2 separate regions of the Mus musculus genome follow, and region 2 is linked to region 1. Evidence: chromatin contacts called from public promoter capture Hi-C data. All regions are on one chromosome and are shown on one strand. The core of a region is the stretch at or near the end of the contact, and the rest is flanking DNA. Distances in the headings are between cores, read along the strand shown.

What was found. Promoter capture Hi-C pulls out the DNA fragments that hold promoters and counts their contacts.
Region 2: a promoter capture Hi-C map of hippocampal neurons shows a contact between it and region 1, with 3 times the contacts expected there. The contact joins the promoter of Fam124a here to the promoter of Kpna3 in region 1. A contact is called at or near these places in 3 of 39 promoter capture datasets (the 3T3-L1 cell line, hippocampal neurons and stem cell-derived epiblast-like cells) and 1 of 115 datasets of contacts at active chromatin or transcription factors (astrocytes).

Annotation. Positions count from the first base shown.
Region 1 is chr14:61,438,493-61,441,529 of GRCm38.p6, reverse strand. It overlaps Kpna3 (karyopherin (importin) alpha 3), which reads left to right and starts at 1,583. Exons shown (of 17, transcript NM_008466.5): 1 at 1,583-1,807. The coding sequence starts at 1,739.
Region 2 is chr14:62,554,279-62,557,159 of GRCm38.p6, reverse strand. It overlaps Fam124a (family with sequence similarity 124, member A), which reads right to left and starts at 1,423. Exons shown (of 4, transcript NM_001243857.1): 1 at 1,246-1,423. The coding sequence starts at 1,307.

The DNA.
Region 1 (3,037 bases), core at 334-2,833:
CCCGAGAAAACACTTCTGGCATTAGTAGACCATACTCCAGTAGGGCAAACATGGTCTAAATCCTTTTCTGTACTTATCAATTGACCATAACCAGCCACTCACAAAACACATTTGGGTGATAGCTTGGTCTTTCAGCTGCCAGCTCTTGACTTTCAGGTTCCTCTTCTTCTGAAGATTGTCTTAACTGAGTTCTTTATGGTATATTTCTACCAAACTCTGACCTGGCTTATTTTGATCGTATGTAGCATAACACTTCACATAAGCTTATATTGGCAGAAGATTCTTGTGGTGGTTTGAATAGGAATGGCCTCCTAGCCTCATGTGTTTGATTGCTTGGCCCATAGGGAGTGGCAGTATTAGGAGGAAATATGACACTATGGGGTGGGCATTGGGTCTCCTATGCTCAAGCTAGGTCCCTCCTGGGGCACAGTCCCTTTCTGCTGCCTGCGGACCAAGATGTAGAACTCGCAGCTCCTTCTCTAGCACTGTCTGCCTGCATACCTCCAAGCTTCCTGCCATGATGATAATAGACTGAACCTCTGAACTGTAAACCAGCTCCAATGAAATGTTTTCCTTTATAAGAGTTGCCATGATCATGGTGTCTCTTTACAGCAATAGAAACCCTAATTAAGACAATTCTGAAATGTAATAGTCTCAGATAATAATCAAATAAAGTCCACCTGCTGTAAAAACAAAAGCAAAACAAAAAACAAAACAACCAACCAACCCAAATCAACCAAAACCTGTTATTGTTCCAATGAGAAGCTAAAGGGAGATGGCAGTCTGGAGTCTGCAGCCCTAGGGTCTGATTAACTGCCTGAAGGTTACATTGTGTGTTAAGGTGGACTAAGGCATGGGGTCATAGAAAGGTAGGGCTGCCAAAGTGAAGGCTGCACAAGGATGCTTGGAGAAATCAGGGGATACTAGAACACATTTTCTTTTTTAATGAGAATTTACTAGTTACTGTTTTGATCTGACAGATTTTTGAGACCAACAATGTCTCTGTTCTCATTGAGTTTAATAGAGGTGCAAGAAGCAAGCATAAACACACACATCACACTCACATGTATTTGTGGAGTGGAAACAAGCGTGCTATTTATAAAACCGAAGCAGAGCAAAAGAACAGGGTTTGAGGGTGGCTGCTATTTGAGGAGACCCTAAAGAAGCCAAAAGCGCAAAGCACGCGTGGCCGTTCTTTTTCTAATTTTCCAAGCTGTAGGGAGCAAGGTGCGCCCCCGAAGCTCCGCCTCTCTCTCCCGATAGGCCGCAAGGTGCCATCTCCAGAGTTTCCCCGCCCACCACCCCGCCCAGAGGTGGGGCTTCGAGCCCGCGCTCAGAGAGCGCCGAGCCGAAAGCGCGCGCACAGCCCTCCCGGCATGCTTCTCGTCCTCTCACGGCGTGGCTCAGACCCGCGCCTGGCATGCTGGGAACTGTAGTTTCCGCCCTCCGCCCCGCTTCAGCGGTGGCGGTAAAAGCGACTAGGTCGGGCTCCATTTCTAGCACATGACTAGCGGCTGTGGGGAGGCCCTACGAAGGGGTGAGGGCAGGGTCACCGCGACAGCCGGCAGGCCAGCGCCCTGGCCTTCTCCGGCGCGCGCCTCTCCTCAGCGCCGCCCCCGCGCCGCGGCCACCTCGCGCTCCAGGCGTCACGGAGCGCGCGCTCCTCCCCCTTCGTCCCCTCCCGCTCGACTCGCCGCCGCCGCCGCAGGAGCAGACGCCTCCGGAGCCGCGCGCAGCCATGGCCGAGAACCCCGGCTTGGAGAACCACCGCATCAAGAGCTTCAAGAACAAGGGCCGCGATGTGGAGGCGAGTGTGCTCCGGGGCCGGCCGGGCCGGGCGGCTGGGAGGGGAGGGGCGGGGGCCGCGGCCGCTGGCTCTCGCCGGCTGGCGGTCAGTCGGAGTTGGCCGCCGCCTCGGGGCGCCGCGGCCCGGGCAGCAGCCGCCCTCTGAGCGACTAGCGCGGCACCTGGGACCACTGAGCGCTCGGCCCCGCTGCGCGGGCGCGGCCTGGCGTCGGAGGGGAAGGGATGTGGAGCCGAGGCGGGGTCCGCGGGCCGCGCGGGAGGACGGACCGGGATGCTGCCGGCCCGCGTGCCACCCGCACCGCCGGGGCCGGGCCGCGCCGCCGCTCGTGTCCGCAGCCGGTGCAGCCTCCCGCGCTGCCGCACATGGAGCCTCGGTCCCCGCGCTTACCTTGTGCGAGCCGGGCCCAGGCGGGCGGTGGCAGCCCTCAGAGGGGGGTGGGGACCAGCCGGGTAACTGACTTGTTTGAGGGTGGTGGATGGGGGAGGGTAGGATGCGCCAAGACCATTTTCTTATATTCCAGTGCGGTCCTTTGGACCAGTCTTCCCGAGCTGTTGCAGCTCATACCCCTGTGACTGCTGGCATTTAGAGCGAGCTAAAGGTGGACAATAGTTTACCATCTATTGTGTTGAAGCTTTGGGAAGGAGGTTGTGCAGACCTCTGATCTTGGGTTTTTTTTTTTGTTTGTTTGTTGTGTTTTGTTTTTTGTTTTTTTAAAGCTCGTCTTGGAGTCGAAGTGTGAATAATAGGAAAATAATTTCTTTCACCTGTTTTGCAGAAATAAATTGGATACATAAGATTCCTACGTCCTTGTATATACCACATGCCACCAAGCTAGTAGATTTTCCAAGTGGTTGCAAAACTGTAAACATTCATTGTGGTCACTCAGTTTGCTGCTACTCAGCATGTTGCCATTGTCTCATTAAGGTGACATTAGCAGCTACTATTTGCAAACTCTGCTTATTGAGGTAGCGCTAGAGGTCTCACTGCTCCTACTAAAACCAATGAAGTGTAATAGCACAAACTTCACTGGGACCCAACCTCTGGATTTGATGGGGGAAATAGTTTTAAGCCCATCCCCTTTTCTCTATTCTAATAGTAGGGAATATGATTTGTATAGTCCAATAGTTTTTGGTAAGAGGCTAGTTAGTAAATACAGGGTTTGGTTTGGCTAAGAAGCAGAGGAAGCTGGGCCATTTTTCAGGGCTACACAGTTAAGTGTGAATTGGAAAA
Region 2 (2,881 bases), core at 174-2,673, 1.1 Mb before region 1:
GCTTTGTTTCTTCTATTCATGGTTCAACTAACCATGGGGGAGGGGAGAAGAGCCAAAGATGGTCAACTAAAGTTGATACATAATGGCAGTGTGAGTTAGTGAAAGAATCCTTGTCTATTGTACTTAGGTTGGAACTCCAGCACCAAAATATCAGGAAATAAACTAAGTTGACAACTGTACACCAACAGAATTGAAGCAAAAGCAATGGTGGGCAGGGGTGGGGACATCAAATCAAGTTACTCCTCTGTCACGGTTACCATGGTTGGGTAACAAGAGAAAGCCTGCTGTGTAGGGAAGAATGACAGTCCAGATTTAGGGTTGGGCTGGTGGAGAAGGCTGCAAGGAGGGGTGGGGTTGGGAGGCAGGACGAGCTTGAGGGACGCTTTCGTGGGTTAGGTCAGAACATAGGTCCATTCTGGAACTGGCCTCCCTCCCTGTTCTCAGTAGATTGCCAAATCCTAATATTAGTTTGAAACCTCTCCACCTTCCAGGAATTCCGAGGTCTTCTGTAGCCTGGGTAGCCCCTGACCTCTAGCAGGACTTCTCTAGATAGGAAAAGACACACGTTCCTACTGGGGTAGCACTTGTATCCTGGCTGTGGTGCTGACTGTGCACAGGAAAATCCTCTAGATATGGGCTGGGTGGAGACCATCACGGGACATTGGTTTCTGAAAATGCATTCCGTCTTTTGTCCTACTCAGGAAAACTGCTGTTGGGAGAGGACTAATTAGCCTCCAAAGGTTGGAGCTAATTACTGAGTCCATTGAAGCACACAAGACCCCATCACAGCATCCTGTGGGTACTCCAGGCTGGCGGGGTGGAGAGGCCGCTCAGCAGCACAGTATAAGTGAGATATGAAGTCCTCCTAGCCGGCTTCGGAGTCTTTTTCCTGTGCTGGTGTCCCACCCTCTCCACCTGCTTTCCTCCTCAGCAGCCTGGGGCTCCAAAGCTATCAGAGTTGCCTGGCTGGAACAAGTGCAGGCGCATCTCTAGGTGAAGGGGGATAGTGGCTGAACCTGGCACCGTGGGGCCACAGGGCTGCGAGGAACGACGCTGAACCTCGGGTCCCATCACCTAGCAGCCCGGGGTGGGGTTCTTCTCGCCCCTTCCCACCCTGACCCAGGCAACCACAGACCATGCCGCTGGCTCGCAGATACTGCACCCCAACCCCAGGACTGCCTCCCCAGCTCGGGCTCCCGAGCGCAAGTACTGAGCTCCCGCCCCGCCCGGCTGGGCTCAGCTCACCCTCCGGTCTCGGCGCCAGAGTCCACGCAGTCCTCTTCCTCACCGCCCGCCTTCGGGTTCATGGCGCGCGTGCCGTCCGCGCTCCCTCGGCCCCGGGGACCCTCCGAGAGCCTCGTCTCCGGCCTCCGCAACAACCCGGCCCCGCGAGGAAGCCGCTCGCCGCGCCCTCTCGCGGCCGCGCCCTCCCCGCCCTCCGCTCGGCGCTGCGCGGGCGCGCCGGGTGCCACCAGGCGAGGATCCGAGCGGGTGCACGGGATGCGCGCGTGTGCACGAGCGCGAGCGTGAGTGCGGGAGGTGCCGGGGGATGGACTCTCTCCATGAGCGAGGAGTGCAGTGGGCGTGGAGTGCAGTGGGCGTGCAGTATTTATCTTGCAACCCGCCTGGTGCATGCCAGCGCTGTGCGTTCTATAGTGACTGGTGCGGGCCCCATGTATGGAGTCTAGTAGCAAAGCTGCCCTCCCCTGGGTCCACAGTAAAGAGTCTGGAGTCCCCGGGCTTGCCCAGAGATTTTTTTCAGCCCCATTCTGCGAGCAGTACTGGGAAACACCCACCAGCGCAACCAGGGCAGAGTGTGATATCGCCATTTGAGGACCAGTTAAAACACGTGGGTGTTTCTCAGAACTGCAGACGTTGAATTCATTATCGCCTTGCTCACTGACCCAACTTGCTAGAGAATGTATTCTTTTGTTATCTATCTTAAAATAACACGAAGAGTCCTGGGTGTGCTTCCATTCAAAGGGGTCTGGCAGCAAGAGGGTGATGGACATTGACGTTGTTAAACCCAGCCATCCCTTAGGATGGGTTAATAATTGAAGTAGCAGGAAGTCATTTTTCCACTCTAGCCAGTGAGGCAACTTGGGAGCGGCGGCGGTGGTGGGGTAAGAACAACTTAGACTTAATTCTGGTGGTGTTGTCATTAGAAGCAGTGGAAGGCACTTAAGTGTATGTCGTATTCGCTTTTGTAGGGTAGTGCTGAAGACGCAACCTTGAGCATGTTCTGCCAACCAGCTATGACCCTGTCATCTTTTCTTTTCAGACAAGTTATTTAACCTCCTGGAGCCTTAATTTTTTCGCATATTGGGCTACTGCTATCTTCTCTGTCTGTTGTGAGTTACAAGAGATCACGTCTGTGATCGTCCCTGAACCTCCATTTTGAGTTACAAGAGATCATGTCTGTAAAACAGTTTGCGTGTGAGTTCTGCTACATGCCAAGTACTGGTTACGGGAGCTGTCAGTGTCCCAGGTGAAGGCTAGCTACCTGCATGCCCTCTCAACTGGCACAGCGGTGTCACTTCTGTGTGACAAGCTGTGAAGAACAATCCTCTTCCTTCCTTCCTTCCTTCCTTCCTTCCTTCCTTCCTTCCTTCCTTCCTTCCTTCCTTCCCTCCCTCCCTCCCTCCCTCCCTCCCTCCCTCCCTCTCTCTCTCTCTCTCCCTCTCTCTCTCCTGCTCTTCCCACTTTACATATTTGTCATTGCTTTCGGACTCTAATTTTAAACACATTACACAAAAGAGAAGGGCAGTAGACAAAAGCAGAGTAGAAATGCAGTATCGATCAGGAAAAAAAAATATCGGTAAGTGTGCCTATGCCAAATCTGAATAGCCTTCCCTAAACCTTAAATTCTTTCCCCCAAACA